2 separate regions of the Mus musculus genome follow, and region 1 is linked to region 2. A link is a contact called in public HiChIP or PLAC-seq data. All regions are on one chromosome and are shown on one strand. The core of a region is the stretch at or near the end of the contact, and the rest is flanking DNA. Distances in the headings are between cores, read along the strand shown. Region 1 overlaps Gclc (glutamate-cysteine ligase, catalytic subunit). Region 2 has its middle 21 kb from the start of Klhl31.

Region 1 (5,741 bases), core at 1,179-3,678, 170 kb before region 2:
AGGAGACTTCAAAATGCCAAGGGGTTACAATATACACAGGTCCCCGGTGTGATGCAAAAGATCTATTAGGGTTAAAGAAAAAAAAATCATTCCTTACCTCCAGGCCTCTCTCCTCCCGTGTTCTATCATCTACAGAGGCAGAAATCACTCCCCAGCGACAATCAATGTCTGACACGTAGCCTCGGTAAAATGGAGATGCAGCACTCAAAGCCATCTAAAGACAAAACAGCAAGTGAAGGGTCAACGTGCTGCGTACACAGAGAAGGCTCCACCCACTCACCATCCTTGATGTTCCACTCATGTACTCCCAGCTACTGTCTTATAAATAGAATGTACAAGAAAGAACTCCAAGTCTGTACTCACTAAACTCATCCCTTCTATAGCACCAGGACATACTGGCAGACAGAGAAAGAATGGTCGTACTCAAATATAGTACTAGCAACAATAAGCAACTATTGCTCTTCTCCTCAGTGCTCCTTCTATATGTTCATTAAATCGCACATGGTCTTATTTTCTACAAAGACGCATTTAAAGAGAGACATACTTTCTACTTACAACAATTGGGCAGATAGTGGCCAGCTGATCATAAAGGTATCTTGCCTCAGATATGCTGCAGGCTTGGAATGTCACCTGTTTGAGAACAGAAATTATTAAAACAACGAAAGTCATTATCAGGCCCACAAGCAGTAAGTCTGAGAAGGACGGTGGATAGAGAAAAGAAGGTGGTCACGTCACAGATGCAAAGGCTTCAGGTATGGCTTACAAGTTGTCTTGGGTAAATGTCTGTACTCATGTCCCACAACTCATAAACACACCAGTGAAAGCCAAAACCACTGTCAAGCCAGGAAAGAGAAGAGAGACTTGCAAAAGGCAGCAGAGCTTTGGTCTCTTGTTGGCTTCCAGTAGCAGCGGGCTTACATGCATTTTGGTATAAAGACGGGTCTGGAGGGCTGTATTTGGTCTATTTCCAAGCACGGCAGAGTGGGGTGAGGTTGTTGGGGATGTGGAAGGTGGCAAGGCCAGAAGGGACTAGAGTAAAATCACTGGTCTGAGAAGGAGAAAGCTCAGGGCTAGAAGAAGGGGCATGCCAGAGTTGAAGAGGTGGGCTCTGGGGACCTGGGGACAGAGCATGAGGGAGACTTCTGTTGGGTGTTCCTAGGGCATAGAGGAAGAAGAGGTACAGGTGCTGTGACATGCGGGTTAATGGATGTTAGGGGATGAAAAGTCCTGGAAACAGCTAGGTTTCCAAGGCTCTGGACTTCAGAAGGAAAAAAAAAAAATCAGTGTCGGAGTGTCTATTCTGACAATGCCCCAAATTCAGTAAGATTACCTAGGAAGCCTCACAAGGGGAAAGTAGGCACCAGAAAATTATAGGAAAATCACATTGGTTAACGCAAATCCTCTACAATAATAACCCCAAAGAAACAAAGTTTTGCGTTTCTTCACAGGGAAGAGTGGCAGTGGTGGTCAAGGAGCACAGTTTGTGAAAACAGCACAACTATTATAAGCACAAGTTGAAAACAATTTTACCTTCCTCCATTATGGCCATTCAATAATGACAGTTTGAGTTTGGTGCTGATGCAGGAAATAATTGATGTGCTGATGAAAGCACTGTTACGACTCTCAGTGTTATTGTTATGACTCTTAGTTCCAGCGGTTTAACTGTCTCTCTCAACTGTCCCTTATATCATCAAACAAGTTCCATGGGGGACATCTGCTGAATTATATACGGCAACTGACTTCTGAAACAATCATTTAAATAACTTGGTGTTCTGATCTTCCTGTAGTTTCCATGGTAATGCTAAAGTGAGTAACACATTAAGTAATGAGATTTACTAGTCACTACAGATTAAGATAATGTGAAGCTATGTTGTAGCCATTAAGGAAAAAAAAAAAATCAAATGTTACAGTAAAAATTGAGGAGAGCTGGAGATAAGGTCTCTAAGGACATGAGACCATCAAACAATGTGAGGCCAGGGAGAGAGCGGAGGAGCTAAAGTGTTTGCCTTGTTAGCACTAAGACCTGACTTTGATTCCCTAGAACCCCCACCAAAAGCTGGGTGTGGTGTATGTGTTTATAGTCGTGGGGCCAGAGAGGCAAAGACAGGCAGATTTCTAGGGCTCGTTAGCTCTAGGCCAATGAGTGACCCTTATGGACAGTGCTTGAGGAACGGCAGCTGAGGTTGGCCTCTGGTCTCTGCATGCATGTGCACACTTTATGGAGTAAGGATTCAGTGTGGAATGGAGCAGGATAGGCAGAGTACTGCTCACTGTCTGTGGTCCTATCACCAGGATTCTGTCTTGATGTTTTCTGTCCCAAGAATGTGGGGCAGTGTTTATTACCTATTTACTAAATTGACAGAAGGTCATGAAGGAAAGAGGATGCTGAGATGTAAGACAGTCACGTGTTTCTGGGTGTTGTGACGCAGACAGAGTCTGTTGGACATGTGTTTCTTAGATCTATGTCTGTCCTGTGACTGTTAGGCATGTTCCTGTGCATTACTCTTTAGTTTTGCAAAGATACTGCAGTGACAACTTTTCTAGGATGGTGTCTTTCCTTGGTAGCTTGGGACAGAGTAGGATTCGTAGGTACATCCTGAAAAACCCAGCTTTAGAAAACTCTATGAAGAGGAGGGACTGGGATTTCCAAGTTGCAGTGTAACAACAGTTATCGTAAGTAGATTTCCTAACTGCCTTCCTGTCTCTAGAGCCGAAACACTCTGCGCATCAAGTCAAGCGGAACGCCACGCTAAACGGTGACTTTCATAAACAGTGACTTTGGTGGGGAAAGCAAAACCAAGGAGCTCTGACCCCTGACAAAGGCATAGCACGGGAAGGCTGGCTTCTGTTGCCCTCCTAAGAGATCCCACGGGAGGAGACGTCACTAGGACACTGACAGGAGGGAAGGAGGACCTGTGAAACACGGAGATGAGAAACCAAACCCGACACTTACCTAGAATCTGGTTTTGAAACCACATAATTCTCTTAAGTAGAAAAAAGGAGGAGGAAAAAAAATCCATAGCAGGCCATGGCCTTTTTCTGAAGTGTAAAGATTTACTTCTCTGAGATGGTCTGGATATGGAACCCACACTGGCCTGAGCTCACACTCCCTCTGTAGCACTGGGATGCCAGGCAAGCACTATAGCACTCAGCAAGCTCACAAACTTGGAGGAGTTTTGTTTTGTCCAGTTAAGTCTACTATTAACTAAAAAAGTACTTACCATTTCTTTTTGTGCTTTTCTATAATAAATACTTCTTTCAGGTCCCAGTCAGAAGATATAAGGCAGGGACTTTTGTAGCTACTTCTGAGTTCATCTCATTGTGTCACTACAACCTTTTGAAGTGGGATACTGTAACTGGTTATGTTGGGGGAAGTACTAAACTCATACCTTAAATAGATTAGACAACTGTGTCTTTACATGAAAATGCTTGTCCCCACCAGTAGGACTCACTTATTTGCATAAATCAAGTGTCTCAAGCGAGACTGTCACTTTGTGCAACCCTGAAAGACCCTGGTTCAATATTAAGCCAAGGAAGGGCTGGGTTCCAAGAACACTCCCAGAATACTGAAGCCACACATTTTAAGTGCTGCAGCTTAATGATTAATTCCAGAAATGTTTGTACTTAAGATAAGAAAGCGGGTAACACAGTCAAAAGTCAGCCTTGTTTTAAATGATGTGTGACCGTTCTTAAGGGAACATTCTGGCGTCTGTTTGGAGGCTACATATCTGATTCTACTTAAATATGCAAAGGAAACAAAATACCTTTTCATGCTATAGAAACATGTAGCATGGGAAAGTCTGACTTGGGTATTAAATCTAAATTATCTGTACTTTCAAAAATAACAGTTGGGAGGCTAATGTGACAACTGTGTGTACAGCTGCAGCCCTAAGAAAAGAATGCTGAGTTTTGTGCCCTTTGTGCTGTGGCTACAGTCAGTTTAACTAAGTAAGCCAGCTCAGCATGGAGGCAGCAAGGGCAGAGACGACCACGGGCCTGTGTGGGCTGGGAGACTGCACTCCCCACTCTGCTCCTGAGGGAGCCTGGTGCAGTCACTGTTGGAGGCCATCAGTTATTTGATTAGTCCCAGCAAAAATTTTAACTGTTCGAACAGAGAAATACTATTGTATCTCTAGTGTAATTTAGCCAGGGGCAAGGCAAAGACTGTTAAATATTTATTCCTTTTAAACCACGAGGTAGCTTTGCACAAGAATAAAAATTTAAATGCCAAACAACCTTTGCCCTTGGATCATAAAGTCACTGGATTCTCTCACCAGAGGTCATTTTCAGAAATAGAGATCTGAGCCTTGTATAATATCCTCAAAGGCTGTCACTAGATGGCGGTAAAAAATCAGGCATCTAAAAAGGGCATTCACCAACATCTGTTTACCAATAGATACCAAGTTTAGTAACAACCACACACCTCTGTGGTAAACTGTGAATTTTCAGTCAAAAGACAGCTACAAAAGACTTTACTAAAGCAACATCATTTTTCAGAAGGTAAGCTATCTTTCGAATCAGATTAGAAGGTGACTTTAAACCAGACACATGCATAGTGAAGAGGACATTTAAGTCTCCATACAACACAGGCAATACCTGGAGACAGCAGTTGCCCATCCCGAATCCCATGGCATCCATGTAGATATGGTCTGGCTGAGAAGCCTTTGATGCCTCCGCATCTTCTGGAAATGTTTCTACAAATGGAGATGGTGTATTCTTGTCCTTGAATACTGCATTATTAATGAAAAGAAGAGGAGCTGAGAATCAAGGCTGCCGGTTGGACTATGCTGCCCCAGCCCCAGCCCAGCCCCACCCACTTACTTGGCACATTGATGACAACCTTTTCTCCTCTCCGATGCCGGATGTTTCTTGTTAGAGTACTACAGCAAGCAAACAAAAGGACAGGTCACCCAACAACTGCCACATTAGAATCTGAGCACATCGAACTGAATGGAACTGAATCCTACCGCAAACTAAAAATCCGAGACTGGCTCATGGCACGTGACATGCTACCCTAAGGGTTTCCTGAAAGGGGACTGGTGAGCAGCAGTTCCTGCGCTCTGCCTGGGGACCACCCCTTCTTGCTCACCTAGTCAGCACAGGTGTTCATGGCAACCACAGTCCAGCTAATTCTAACATTACTCATGAAAATTCCAATGATTTTAGTCAAATTTAAGAACTTAGGTTTTGGTTATCACTGAAGTCTCAAAATCACTTGCTTCAGCCCCCGATCCAAAACACAGACTGATTCTTACCTGATGCGCACATTATGGCCACCGACACTTGCAGTCACTGGTCCTAATTCAAACTCACAATTTTAACAGCACAAAGAGAGGAAAAAAAATTCCTCTCAGATTTTTGAACTGACTCTAAATTGCAGCAACACTTTAGATAGATGAGGTTTGATAAATTATGAAACCAAGGTTCACTTATTTTATGTTATATGACTCCTGCTTTGATCCCTCAGTCAGGACACGAGGACCTCCTGTGCTGGCCTTTCCCGTGAGGGATTCTGGGTAGCTTTTATAATCATCATGATCCATCTTTGCAGCAGCTCAGTGTTTTCTTTTTAACACACGCAATAATGGCTCTTTAATCCCAGTACTAGAGAGAGAGGTAGGAGGATCTTTGTGAGTTTGAGGTCAACCTAGTCTATACAGCGAGTTCCTGTATAGCCAAGCTTCCTAGACAGACCCTGCCATGAGTAAGTAAACAAACAAGCAAGCAAGCAAATGAATGAA
Region 2 (5,991 bases), core at 1,087-3,586:
TAGATAGTGCTAAATTACCCCAAAGATTCAGGAACATGCGTCCTGCCTGCTTCCAATATGAATCTAACTAGGGAGCAGGATAGATTAACTTTTATGCATGTTTCCTTATTTATGTACTGGAGATAATGATAGTATTACCCCATCAGGCTCTTTAGAGGGTACACAAATCAATTTTCTCATGTAATAATATTGGGACTTACCGCCTGTAACTGAGCAGGATCTAACTCTTTATCTCCTCTTGACCTAAGTGTCCTTGTGTTGGTGAAACCATGCATCTTTCTTCCTGTGACCTGAACACAGCCATGCAATTCTCTGCTTCCATGCTTCCAAGTCTCCCTACCAGGTCCTCTCTGTACACACCAAATTCTCTCCACTATCAAGCGCTTGTTGGGATACCTCCAAGGCACCACACACACACATACACACACACACACACACACACACTCCCAGGCGTGGTCATTGGTCCTTTGGAATAACTCCCATGTCGTTATTATCTGCTCCTCTCCTTCAGCACTTCATCCTGCTTATGCTATAAGTACAGCTTCTGTTTTCTGGGCCGCTTTGTGAGCCCTGTCGGGGGAGGGTCATGTTCTAGTCACACCGTACTCCTGGTTGCTTGTCCCCAGATGTTGCTTCATAAACATTTCATGAGAAATGTGGTGTTAGCCTTGAAGGTTTTAAAGTAGCTAAAAGAGTGATAAAAACTGACATTATGGATTGACTTAAGCAACACTGATATAATAAACACTACTGTTTTTCAACAATATAAGTAATTATTACATTTCTATACAGTATTGTTCAGAGTAGTAGAAGGATGGAAACATCAGTAAATATATAATTTATTTAAGTTTTTGGCACAATGTCTTTTTATGTAGCCCATGTTGGCTGACTTTGCTATGTAGCCAAGGCCTGGCCCTCAGCCTTCTGCATGCTCTGACTGTGGGCCTGGGCCACCACTCTCAGTCTAGTAAACTGTCTTTAGTTTCTCTTCTGGTCATCCCTACTTATAGTTCATGACAAGCATTGTCTAAAAATATTCACTACAGGTACTCCTGAATGGATGATCTGACCTAGAACAGATGGTGGCTCTCAGGAGGGGGACAGTAAGTAGAAAGCAAGATTTTTACTCTGCCCGACACACCCAGAGTAACTAACAAGACCACAAACCTGACAGTGCTTTCACTGATCCCTGCTGAGAACACACCAAGATGAAGGTGTGAAGTAAGGAACTGGCAATAAACTCAGGAAAGACGCACTACACTTGAACTGTGCATCTGGTACCTCCGTGTTCTTCAGGGAAGACTACAACCTTAAGTCAGGGCCTTTAGCTCACTGCTCCAAATCAACATCACAATCAGTGTGAGATCACCAACAGCGAGGAGACACATGGATGAGTTCAGCATTTGAAAAGCCAGCCCCTGACATCACTGAGGGGTGAGTCTAAGGTATTTTAATATAACCTGAGGTCACATTATGTAAAACAGATTCTCAACGCTTGAGTTACTCTTGGGGAGAAATGTGGTGAGCTTAAAGACTTTTAAGCTGAGGTTAAAAATTAGCTTAGCATGGACTCTGACAAGATGTTCCTATCACTTATAAAGCAAGAAGCCATGAAGACTTATCTTCCTGACTCCAGAGCCGCTACTTCCCTCTATTCTGCAACTTAGAAACTCAAGCTGGGGTGTGCGGGTGTGGTATACAGACACAGGTAGCTGAATTGAATTCACACAAGGGAAACATAGGCTGCCTCCCATTCTCCTCTGCAGCCTTCTATCTAACTGGTATTTAAGTTTAATCCACCGAGTCTCCGACTAGAAAAGAAGAAATAAACTTTTTGATTTTTGGATATCCCTGAGGGCCTTGGTAACTATTTCTCTTCTTGTTTTCCTAACGGTGTGGTGTCCTTCACCAGGTTGTTGGCAGGATGAGGTAAAAGTTCTTTAAAATCTTACTGCTGCATAAAATAGTAAATAAAATAGAAAGACATTAAGGTTTTATTTCCTGTCACTCTGGCTGACCCTGCGAACTCCTTAAGAATTCAACCAGCCCTTGAATTCTCTGTGAGGGAAGTCAGGACTATGCAGAAATAAATTCTTCATTTTATTGTCATTGGGATGATCCCTAAACACAGTGCCCTCTTGGCACCCTCTGAGGTCACCTGCTAAGAGCTGTGTAAGAACAGTTCTGAGCTGGTCTCCGAGTCTCTCAAATATATGGGTTTTGTTTTATTTTTCAGGTTCAGATGCACTAAACAGCAGCTCTTGCACCTGTTCTATTGGCCCTGCCCAAAGGAAGGCCACTCTAAAAATAGATCTGAGGGAACAAATGGTTTGCATGGTTGACTATTTTGAGGTACCAAGGGAGAAGGAGTCAAAGCTGAAGTGTATTAGCAAGGGGAATAAGTAGTGTAAGAACTGTGGAGACGTTTGGGGGTTAAATTCATGGCTGTGTGTCACCATAGAGACTGGGCTAAACATGCAAGATCGCCAGTAACCCGATGGCTTAAATGTAGCTTTCTTGGGTGGTTTTACATACAGCAAAGTTCTCAGTATCTGAGGGACACAATTTAAATCTCTTTCAGAATAGACCAGAGTTTTAAAAATAGGGTCAGTGTCCAAGTTTTTGGACTCACCTGAAAACATTTGGTTCCTGAGACTCTGTTGATTAGCACAGTACAATCTGACTCCTAGCCCAGGCTGTAATACAACCCTGGCTGTGTTTATGAGCCCACAATCCAATGTCTTACCTAGGAGTTTCCACCTTCAGTGGGCTCTAATGGCTTCCCTTTTGCTTGGTAGCTGGTATGAACTAAATAAGAGGGAATTAAATTGATGCCAGTCGAACACAATCCCTATGAGTGGAACTCCCCAGTGCTCATATATTTTTTTCAGCTTTAATGAATTCATTTTAAGGTTTTGTGCAAGCATATATTATATGTTGAGCACATTCCTTTCTAAATTTCCTGTTTCAGTCACTCTTCTATTGCTGGGAAGAGACACCATGACCAAGGACCAAGGAAACTATTATAAAAGAAAGCATTTAATAGGGGCCTTGCTTACAGTATCAGAGGTTTAACGCATTATCATCATAGAGGGAAGCATGGTGGCATGCACTGTGCTAGAGCAGCAGCCGAGAGCTGTAACCTGATTGGTTTTGTGTGTGTGTGTGTGTGTGTGTGTGTGTGCATGTATGTAAGAGAGAGACAGAGACATACAGAGATAGAGACAGAAATAGAGACAGATAGACAGACAGGCTCTGGGCTTTTGGAACCTCAAAGCCCACCCCTGGTCACACCCTTCCTTCAACAAGGCCACATCTCCCAATCCTTCTAATCCTTTCAAATAGTGTCAAGCTCTGTTGACAAAGTTTTCAAATATTTAAGCCTATGGGGGGGGGCATTCCTTTTCAAACCTCCACATCCTCTAACCCAGGTCCCCTCTCCACTTCCCACTAGTCCCTTTGTATCCTTTGATAAGTTTAGTTCTATATTTATGTCTTATAAACATACATAATTTTATTTATCAGGACTGGAGAAGTGGCTTAGCAATTAAAAGCACTGTTGTTGTTGGTTTTTTTCCAGAAGATTTGAGTTCAGTTTCCAGCACCTGTGTGGTGGCTCACAACAGTCTGTAACTTCAGTTCCAGGAGATCTGATGTCCTCTCCTGACCTCTGAATACATTTGAATTCTTGAGGTGCACAGACATGCTTATAGGCAAAAGACATATACATAAACTAAAAGTAAATAAATCTTAAAAGCAATTTTAAAAACATGAACACATACATACATAATCTTAGAAATCACAAATGAGAGAAAAATGTTCATTTGTCTTTAGGAGCCTGGCTCAATTCACTTAGTATGATTATCTGCAGCTTGTCCATTTTTTTATGGACACGTAGAATTCCATTGCATAAAATACTTGCTTTGGCTTATTCCTCTGTTGTTAGGCAGTTGGTTTAGTTCCATAATTTAGCCATTATGAAGAGTCCTTCAATAAACATCAACGTGAGTATCTTTGTGATGTGCCCATTTGGAATCCTTCAGATAAATACTCAGGGGCCATGCAACTGGGTCCTGCAGAACTATTTTTCGTGCTTTGAGAACCCTCCATAGTGAGTTCCATAGTGGTTGAACTTGGTTGCTTTTCCACCAGAAGTGTATAACGGAATCTCTTGTCCATATCCTCACCATCATTTTTTCTTATTTGTTTTCTTGGTGAATACCATTTTGACTGGGGTAAAATCAAGTTTTAATGTAGTTTCAATTTGCATTTCTCTGATGGCCTAGTGAAGCTGGACATTTTCCCATATACTTATTGGCCATTTATAGTCCACCTTTGGAGCGTGGTCTGCACATTTCATTAGCCATTTTATTTATTGTTTAGTTTTTTGGTTTTAGTTCTTCGTATATTCTAGAAATTAATTCCTTATCAGATCTACAGTGAGCACAGACTTTCCTCCCTCTCTCTAGGTTGTCTCTTCAACTGCTTCTGTTGTTGTTGTACAGCAGTTTTTAAGTTTCACGGGTCCTACTTGTCAATTTCCGTTCATATTACACTCATTACTTCCTTTAATCTCCTTTTGATACAAAATGTCAGAAGCAGTAGTAGCATAAAAGTATACAAATGGAAAATATACATATATTTTCCACTATAAAAGAAAAAAAAAGCTGTGGGTGGGGGAGCAGCTGGTGAGATGGTTCAGTGATTAAGACCACTGGCCGCTCTTCAGTTACCACAGGGCACTTCACAACCATCTGTAACTCCAGTCCGAAAGGATCCAATGCTCTCTTCTGGTCTCTACAGGCACCAAGCATGCATATGGTACACAGACATACATGCAGGCAAAACACCCAAGGCTGTGTGTATCTATGTAAGCATCTTTATGTACCGAAATATCTTTACTAAACAGAATCATTCCAAGCATAAGGGTTGGTTGGCAACATGTTTTGTTTTGTTTCACTTTAGGGCACCAGACTTGCCAAAGGAAAATACAGAATTCCCAGTTAAAATTTTAATTGCAGATAAAGAATAGGTTTTTATAACAGAAAATGCACCAAATACCCCAAGATATATTTATTCTAAACAATCACTCTCTATTTGTGATTATTAATCTACACTTTAATTTGATTATATTTCTTTTGTGTGCTAAGTAAAAGGTCTCTGTTTAAATGCAAGTCCAGATGTCTCCTGAAAACTCAGAGTCCTTTGTAGGATGTACTCGGTCTTCGCAAGAACCTGTGCATATCCTGAGGCCCATCATTGACTGAGATCGCATGCTCTATCTGCTGCAGTCTGCATGCCCTGTGCCATGGCTGCAACCATCTGAATTCTTGACGCCAATGGCCAGACATTGTCTCTGGTGCCCCACCATCTCTAAACCAAGCCCATGGTCAAAGAAACACATCCCATCTAGATTCGAACAATACTGATGACCAAGGCAACACAGCTGCTTGTTTCCTCTATGTCTATGACACTAGAACACACACATGGGAGATTATTTTGTGATTTTTTTTTTTTTTAGATACAATGTATTTTTCAATCTTAACATTCCACTCTAGTGGCAAATTCTCCGATTAGGTTACATTTTCATTAGAAATGGTGAGTGTTCTTATATATTGCCCAGTTTGAGGCAGAGAAATTTGAGAGTAATTCACTTTAAGAATGAATTTCTCCTGGGTAGGCTTTTATTTGTTTTTCTGAAAGTCCAAGATCTAATTGTCGGACTTAAATGATGCCATTTAACAATCAGACTTTGGCCCCGAGGAGCAGAGCCAATATTGTACTGATCACAATAAAGTGTGACTCACCTCGTAATTTCCAATACACCCTGGGAACCAGAAAACTGAAATAGGGAAAATGTTAACAGTCCTTAGATAGCTGCTGTTAAATCCAGAGAAAGTGACTCATAGGGATTTAGTTTCCCAGGAGACACAGGTGAGTGCAATTAGCCCCTAGAGGCAGAGGTGGTGATTGGCGAGTGGAGGGCAGAGA

What was found. HiChIP or PLAC-seq counts read pairs in DNA pulled down with a chosen protein or histone mark.
Region 1: an H3K4me3 HiChIP or PLAC-seq map of the 230-238 cell line shows a contact between it and region 2, with 21 read pairs. The contact joins two enhancer-like sites. A contact is called at or near these places in 5 of 39 promoter capture datasets (the 3T3-L1 cell line, 3T3-L1-derived adipocytes, the HPC-7 cell line and 2 more), 2 of 15 datasets of contacts at CTCF or cohesin (large pre-B cells and pro-B cells), 100 of 484 Hi-C or Micro-C datasets (the AML12 cell line, the AtT-20 cell line, B cells and 59 more), 9 of 115 datasets of contacts at active chromatin or transcription factors (the 230-238 cell line, bone marrow-derived dendritic cells, embryonic stem cells and 6 more) and 1 of 9 other capture datasets (embryonic stem cells).

What each region holds. Positions count from the first base shown.
Region 1 is chr9:77,780,223-77,785,963 of GRCm38.p6, reverse strand. It overlaps Gclc (glutamate-cysteine ligase, catalytic subunit), which reads right to left. Exons shown (of 16, transcript NM_010295.2): 5 at 4,822-4,880; 6 at 4,597-4,730; 7 at 556-630; 8 at 98-214. Among named protein-coding and RNA genes, the nearest start is that of Gclc, 29 kb to the right of the region's middle. Within about 2 kb of position 2,428, at least 28 of the 459 cell types and tissues checked have an H3K27ac peak or open chromatin away from gene starts, as enhancers often do. A contact at or near this core is called in the 230-238 cell line, centroblasts, centrocytes and 1 more, where this site is marked.
Region 2 is chr9:77,612,391-77,618,381 of GRCm38.p6, reverse strand. No RefSeq gene overlaps it. Among named protein-coding and RNA genes, the nearest start is that of Klhl31, 21 kb to the left of the region's middle. Within about 2 kb of position 2,336, at least 19 of the 459 cell types and tissues checked have an H3K27ac peak or open chromatin away from gene starts, as enhancers often do. A contact at or near this core is called in the 230-238 cell line, centroblasts, centrocytes and 1 more, where this site is marked.